Linked DNA regions of Gossypium arboreum: all the other regions are linked to region 1. A link is a contact called in public Hi-C data. All regions are on one chromosome and are shown on one strand. The core of a region is the stretch at or near the end of the contact, and the rest is flanking DNA. Distances in the headings are between cores, read along the strand shown.

Region 1 (2,732 bases), core at 72-2,571:
CGAGCAAGGCGATTCTTCAAACCCCAAGCAAGGAAATATCATCAAATTTTCATTATATATATAAAAAACAGAAACTTAGAAAAATGTTTGTGCAAAGAAATTTTACCACTTTGAAGCTGGATGGATTCAAGATCTGAGTCCCCTTGAGACATATTTCTAAGCGATGGTTCTTCTGGATTACTCTGCAATTTAACAAAAGAAAGAATAACCTATCTAGTAAAAGAATAGAAAACGAGATTGAACTTTTACCGAGAAACAAGGGCTAACAAAAAGCCATGAAATATCAGTTCCACAATCTATAACCTCGAGTTTAAGAGTGAAAGTACGCAAAGTCAATTACAATTTATGAGATGAATTTGGGTTCCAGATTCACAAATTAAGCAAGGAAGTACTTGAGTTAAATAAATTCCAAAATAATCATAGTAGAATGCAATAGTTCCAAATAAAGTAAGTTTAATTTCATTCAATCTCAAACAAGCTATGAACTATGTTCTCAAAAAATCAGCTAAAATAAGCAACCATTGACTCATTTCCTAGGCTTTCCAATGAAGAGTACGTGATCTATACAACAAATTCCCTTTCAAAATTTCACAATTAAGGAGTAGGATTCCACTAAAATCTTCACACTCCACACCCTAAAAGTGGCGCCAAATTAAACCGCAAAAGAAAGTAACTACCTGCGGAGGATCAGAGTTCTCCTCAAGAATACGATTGATGCTGTCGAGATCGATGCACATACCATCCCCAACGAAATCATCAAACTTATAATCAGCCGAGAGATCGCCACTTGACAAGATTCCGAAGCTATCATTGCGGTTATCTTCCCCCATCATCAACATCAAACAAGAAGAAAGAAACCGAGAACCCTTACTTGCTTTTAGAAACCCTAAAAAAAAAGCAGTTGTGAAACCCAGCCGATTTACCGGACATAAAGAAACAAAGTATTGGATCCAATCAACACGAATCGCATCACTTCAACGAAGAAATTAGAGAGAAGTTTCCTCGACAGTTGGCGTTGGCGGTCTTAAAATTAGATGCGACTTTTTGTAAAGAAAAAACAAATGTAAGAGAATCGTGAAAGAATGCGGTGGCTCCTTTTTGGGATTAAATAAGGATTGGTTATTGTAGAAAGACTTTTGCGCAGACGAATTTTAGAGTTTCCCATTTATATAAAAAAAATTTATATATTATCTTAAATAAATAAATTGTCTCAATTTCTTCGGTAGGACGGAGGACGGCGCGGAGAAGACAATAAGAGGGGTGTCAATCAAGGATCCGACGTCGTATTGGACTCTCTTTTTTACTTTTTTTTATTTAGGATGATTTTATAGCGAAGTTGCGGAAGTCGGTGGAAGAGACACGCGAGTAAAACGCGCATGATTTGATTTTTGGCGCGTGATTTGTACAAGGATGACTATGGATGCCCAAAAAAAAAAACACCGTGAATTAGCGATTAGATTTGATTTTGGTTAGAAGATAATTTATACTTATCTGATTACAAAGATAGATATAAATCGTCTCAACAAACCATTTCATTTGATTTTCTCAGTGTTACAATTTAGTTTTGATTAAAGCATTGTAAAAAGAGCTTATTTGATATAAAAAGAAGATAAAATTATTCCCAATTAAATTTACCTAGGAATAACCGGAGATTTCGTGGGTGGATGTCGGGGAATTTACGTCGCTTCGGATGTGCTCTTTCTCTTACTTTTCATCAATTTCAGATTTACATAACAACGGGATTGTCCTCTACGTGAAAAACATGATGTGCTACATTAAAAACAATAACATTATGTTAAACGCATCATTAGGTATCATATCTTAAAATATCAATAATCATTGTTTCTTTTAATGTAAGTCAAATAAATGAAAAAGCTATGGAAACATAAGCTTTTTTCTTTCCTCGATATTCTTAGTAACTTGCTTCCTATTATTCTTTGTTTTTATGCAGGTCTTTTGTGGTGAAAACAGAACTGTAAGCCATTGTTGACTTCTTCCATTTTTTTTTTTTGAAGACAAGACAAAATAAAGTTGGAGCAACTTGTATTTTTAATAATAATTAATATTAAATAATTACCTTTTTATAAAAAACAAAAACATAGTTGGTAAGAGAGTTAGAGGAGTTCTACATGTGTGTTAATATACTCCTTAATTGTGTGTTAATAATTGCATTTTTTTCTTAAAATTGGATGTTTCACAATTATTATTTCTAAATGTGTTTTTTCTAAATATTAATATTTCATGCATGAATAATATATACATCACAATTGAATAAAGAGGTGATACATCGCTAAAATGAATTTTAATTAATTTAGCTTTAAAATTTTATGATGATGTGTCATTATTTCAGTAACCGATGATGCATAGAATTATACATTATCAGTGTATTAAATATTAACTATTATTCAAGATTAAGCAAACTTAACATTAATGGGTTTGAAGGTCCATGCGGATAATCTTTGAAGAAAACTCGACATCCATAAGTGCCAAGGTCCTACTTTTATACTAGAGATTCATCATGCAATATGATTCCCACCATTTAGGTTATGATGAGATAACCATACCCTAACCTCGACACTTACGGATATATCATGGGTATTTTCGAAGATTTCGTCAATAGTTTTGTACTTCAACTAATACGAACTTGACCTTAACCAGTTAGTTTAACCTCGATACATATCGATGTATCGTGTAAGTGTTTTTTTTTCTTTGTTTTAATGTTATTTGTGTTA
Region 2 (2,732 bases), core at 71-2,570, 220 kb after region 1:
AACATGTCAAGTTAAAGGCATTCAATTTCATACGTTCTTAAATACAACCAAAATCTCCCATTGCATTGCAGTCCGGATTGACATTTGCATTGAATCAGTATTCACAAACAAAACAAAAACAATAAGAGAAATTACAATATATGAACTCTAAAGGTACAATATTTTCTTTTAATCCTTAAAGAAAGATGAAACATTCAAGGGAGACAAGAGGATTTTCAAGTGATTCATTTGGAGCACTCGTTGTAGCACCATTATTATTGCTGCTTGGCCATTTCCCTTCCATGGTAGTTGTAGTAACGTGTTGTTGTTGCTCTCCTGGGTCACGTCGGACCCTACCAGGAGAATGAATGGTCCTACCTCCGGACGAGCTCCGACCCATTACAGCTCTATTCACCGCAGGTGATCTTGACCTCCTCCCTGAACTCTCACCCGGATCCTTCCTTGGCGGATCGGGTCTTGACCCACGTTTCACTGGGGATCCCCCCTTACTTTGAACCAACCTCACTGATGATCCCCCGTTCACGACCCCATTTCTTTTGTTAGGTGATTGATCAAGCTTCCGACCCACGACACGGTTCCTTGACCCGGGTCTTGCCGAAGATCTGAACACCTTTAGCTGCCTCACTTCATCTTCTTCATCTCTCCTATCAGTAACAGTGGAAAGGCTTTCACTTAAACTCACGCTGCAAATCTCGGAAACCTCTTCCGAAGCTGACTCTTCAAGGACAGGTGATTTTGGTTTGGTCTTGACGTTGAAATTAAGGCTTTCCTTCTCTTGGATCTTGACAAAGACCGGTTTCTCAATCTGGGTTTGCTTGCTCTCTTCTTGTTGTGGGGTAAAGATGGGAGCTTTGGGTTTTGGGGTTTCAGATAAAACTTCCTTCACAGTTTCTTCTTCAGCCGAAGGTGGTGGAGCTTTGGATTCAACACCCACTTGCAAATGTGATTCCTTCGCACGAAGGGAACCTGTGTTGGTGCTTACACAGCAACCCATTTGAGGAAATGGAATCTACAGATTGACTCAGAAACAAAGTGCCATTGTTGAGTTTTAAGTTCAGCAATGATCTGTTGGTAAGTAGATTAAGTATTTCCCGGCTTTAGACTCGATGAAGAAAGTCTCCACTCCCCATAACGGAGGCGTAACCTCAATGGAGTGCATTTTATTCTTAGGTAACATATTTCTATTTATCTAAATGACCTTCATATTTCGTCGTTTTTCATTCAAGTCCCTTTGAGCTGCATATGTCTCGTGATTTGTGGAATTTTTAAGGAGCGGCGCATGTTCTAGTCGTCTAGAAGAGGAGGTGGGGGGATTATTGGTATGTCTTTTTACAGTCCCTCGGTACATGTGATGTCTAAATCTAACCAGAATGGGCGGTCGATGTGGGACCACTGTTAGGGTTAATTGAACGGTTGTGATTGGGTTTATGGTTTGTGGTCGAACACTTGACCCACAACTTTCATGGATTTACATGGAAATGATCTGTTCTTAAACGTATGAAATAATCAGTAAGATTAGGAAAAAGTTGTTAAATTGTCTCAATATTTGGAACAAAAACACTAGCCCTTGCCTAATAATTTGAGACCCTACCTATGATGGAATCTTGGACTGGTAAAGTTGCATATGCCACATCTAATCAACCCTTAGATTTTGCGATACAAGTTGATTTATGCCAAGTAACATGACAAACACAAACTTAAAAAACAAAGAGAGATGCTGCTTATGAGCAGTGACCGCATCTACTTTTCTTTAGCCATCTGTATCAACAGTCAATAGGAAAGCCAATCTCATTATTTCAATTTAAGTTATATTTATTTAATTTTATAAATACTGAATTTGATGGACTATCAAACATATATAGCCCATAGTTTGCAACAAACAAGTTTGGATGTAAAGTATACCAGACAAGAAGCTGAATGAGACAAATGTTCCATTTGGGTCTTATCTTATGAGGCCATTTTGGTCTCCATTCATCTTGGGTTTGTGAAGAACCAATAACTGATCCATCCCAATCCAATTTTTGCTGCCCAATGGTTTAAGCTTAGTTGGTCTTTCATTCAATTCCAAACAAAACAATCAGTGGCTTTTCCTACTGTGTACTTCAAAAGAAAAAACCAACCTTCTCAACATAAAAAGATAGCCTTTATTTATAAAGCCACAAACCATGTAATTATTTTCCTTGAACACTCACATTATGTAGAATTTTTACACTTATTTTTCATTGTTTGGGAATTTTATCATATGATTGTAAAATTAAAATTAAAGGGCAATAATTGAAGCTTTAATTGGTGGATGTAACCTCATAGTTATCCCAACATGTATAGTATAGCATAATTTAAGAAATTATAAATGTTTGAAAGAAGGTGGATTTCAACTTTAAAGACAATATTATTAAAAAATAATCACGAATGTAACAAAATAAAGAAATAAAATTTGACAGTTAAGAGGCTAACCTCAGCAAAACCAAAGAAAAAAAAAAGGAAAATGGCATTTGGGAAGTGACCAAGCCATTGGCCGCATTAATTCTCTGTACGCCATGAGTGAGAGGCCTTTGTAAAAATATTGTAGGTTTTTTATTATTTAGAAAAAGATTGTAATTTGTATCTCACATAATATTAAAAAAAGGGTGAAATTATCGTTATTTTTCTAAAATCGTAATGTAAGGAGGAGGAGGAGGTGTCAAACTAGTGTCATATTCTCTCAATCTTCAATCAACACATTTTACACATGT
Region 3 (2,732 bases), core at 127-2,626, 170 kb after region 1:
TGATCCGGATCAGATTCTTCCATTGAAAAGAAGCCTGACCCTGTTATAGAATCTGGTTCAGTAGTTATCAAGGATGTAGCTTTGCATGTTGAGAAAGTGAGTAATAAAAGTATAACATGGGTTAAAGAATTTAGATTTGGGTTTCTTTTTGGAAATTTGGCGATCGAGGATTTAAATTTACCAAGCTACAATCTAGATTTATCCTTGTTTTTAGGATGGTTATTGGATGGGAAATATCACAATATTGGAACAGTGCTTAATGTGAGTTTGCATGTTGGATTAAATCCACAATTGGTAATTTCAACACCATTGTTTCACAACAATTTAAGCTTACAAATGCAGTCAAGGTTTTACTTCAATAGGGCATATAAGGTTTGATTTTTGGTTTGGGAAAATCATGGTTTTTGATATAAGAATCAATTGAGAATAATAGATTTTTTTCTTTAAAATTTTGGGTTTTCCTTTTTTAGTTATCAAAAATCATGGTTTTTGAGATAAGAACCAATGGAGAATAAGACATTTTTTTTGTCTTTAAAATTCTTGGTTGAGAATAAGACATTTTTTTTGTCTTTAAAATTCTTGGTTTTCTTTTGACAGTTCACTGGGTTCAATGGTTTTTGAGATAAGAATTAATGGAGAAGAAGGTTTGATTTTTTTTTTCTTTAAAAATCAGATGGAGGGGAAAAATCAAAATTGAAGACATAGTGATAATGATGATGATTTAAAATGATTTTAAAAATTTTAAAATTATTTGCTGACGTGGCATATAAGACAAAATAATGTCATGTCAACATTTAATTACATTTGGACCGTCACGTCAGCGATTAATGTTGATTGTTAGTCAACAGCCATGTCAGCATGTCCGTTAAAAATAGATTAATTTGACAAAAAAATAAACGTTAAGGCTTAAAGTGATCTAAAAAAAGAGAAAGGGCCAAAGTGACCAAACAGTCAAATGTTAAAGCCTATTTTTGGCATCATGCCTAAATTTAAAATAAGGTTAGTAGCCAAAGGTTTTACCCAAAAACAAGGTGTTGATTACTTGGATATCTATGCTCTAGTAGTAAGAATTGCTACAATTAGACTATTAATAGCACTTATCTCAATGTATAATTTAGTTGTTTATCAAATGGATATTAAAACTATATTTTTAAATGGTGAATTGGAAGAGGAAGTGTACATGGAATCACTAAAAAAATTTGTTGCTCCAGAACATAAGCATAAAGTATGTAAGCTTGTTAAATTTTTATATGGGCTTAAACCAGCACCAAAGTAATGGCACTAAAAATTTGATAAGATTGTTCTAATTAATGACTATAAAAGAAATGAATTCGATAATTACATATACAACCATTTGAAAATGTTAAAAGGACCCTCAACAATTTGAAATAATTGTGTATTATACTAAAAAGAATCGCAAGAGAAATGAATCCCGATTTTATATCATGGTTGTAGTAAGAGGATTCACCAAGGAGGAGCTGTGACAAATGATGTGTAGTGCCACATAAATATCAGGGCACAAAGCATGTAACGTTGAGGGTCCTGACCGGAGGATCACTGTCTCTCAGTTGCCCTATCCAAGATTGAAAGAAGAAAGAAAGACACTGATTGATTATGATGCTTTTTTGTTTTTATGATTTTGTATCAGTTCTCTTGTTGCAGTACTTTGTTTCCTATTTCTTTGTGTGTATGTATCACTGCAATTTCTTTGCTTTGGAATCCGTCATTCAACTTCTCCTGTCAAAATCCTTCAACTATTTTCACAATTGCCCCTCCATGTACTCTCCTGCTCAGGTTAATAAATGGGGATTTCAAAGTTGAAAAGACTATCTGGTTTAGCAATTAAAATGGATGGTTGTGGCAATAAAGCAAGCAGGTAAAAAAACACAACTAAGGTTCTCTTGGGGACCTTGGCTCCCGAACTTAAAAAAAAAAAAAAAGAAGGTAAATTCTGAAACCTTCCAAGTCTTGGACCTTGTAAATTGTGACTACATGAAGGCAAAAGAGAAGAAGACATGAGAAGTCTATTCCGACACTTTAATTTGCCTCTCAGATAATTTGCAAATACCCAGAATTTTGTTTGTTCTTCCACCACCAACTTTTTATTTAAAAAAAAAAAATCACTGGTAGTAAAAGAGGTAGAAAAACCATATCCAAATTCCAAAGTCCTGTTTTTCACCTCTTCATGTAAAGATAGCCCATGTGCTTCTCTCTGTCTCCCTGTCTGCTCTCTCTTTTCCTCTCTTGCAAACCCTCTAACCTGACCTGTTTAAAATACTCCAAGAAGCTTTGGTACTGGTGTAAAAGCTTTTATGTACTGCCGTAACTTTAACACTATAAAAAGAACCCTTGCTTTCTCTCACTCACATGAAGAGCTATGGGATGAGAGTTGAGTAAGGCGCTATTACTTCTGTTTTTTTTTTTTTTTTGCACCCACTGCTGAAAAAATGGGACAAGAAGAAAGCTACTTGTATAGTTGGTCACCGATAGGAGCTCCATTGAATGTACAAAGAGAGGAGGACCACTGGAGGCAATTTGACAATTCTGTTAATGCGGTGTCCTTTGGTTTTGTTGCTACTGCCATTCTCATCTCTATGTTCTTAGTGATGGCCATCTTTGAACGCTTTCTCAGACCTAACTCTTCTCCTACTGGTCCTAACTATGGTGACCTTGAATCTCAGCTTAGTTTCAATGGCAAGCTCAGGCACCCATCACCAAATGTGAGTCACCCC

What was found. Hi-C and Micro-C count contacts between places; a contact is called where the count stands out from the background.
Region 2: a contact with region 1 is called in a Hi-C map of leaf, with 5 times the contacts expected there. The contact joins the promoter of LOC108484558 here to the promoter of LOC108466983 in region 1. A contact is called at or near these places in 3 of 5 Hi-C or Micro-C datasets (all in leaf).
Region 3: a Hi-C map of leaf shows a contact between it and region 1, with 2.4 times the contacts expected there. The contact joins the promoter of LOC108484712 here to the promoter of LOC108466983 in region 1. A contact is called at or near these places in 2 of 5 Hi-C or Micro-C datasets (both in leaf).

Annotation. Positions count from the first base shown.
Region 1 is chr6:42,940,059-42,942,790 of ASM2569848v2, reverse strand. LOC108466983 (helicase-like transcription factor CHR28) reads right to left here and starts at 1,321. Exons shown (of 12, transcript XM_017767416.2): 1 at 678-1,321; 2 at 107-182. The coding sequence starts at 839.
Region 2 is chr6:42,723,911-42,726,642 of ASM2569848v2, reverse strand. LOC108484558 reads right to left here and starts at 1,320. Exons shown (of 1, transcript XM_017788378.2): 1 at 1-1,320. The coding sequence starts at 994. The coding sequence ends at 176.
Region 3 is chr6:42,772,302-42,775,033 of ASM2569848v2, reverse strand. It overlaps LOC108484712, which reads left to right and starts at 1,376. Exons shown (of 2, transcript XM_017788609.2): 1 at 1,376-2,720. The coding sequence starts at 2,448.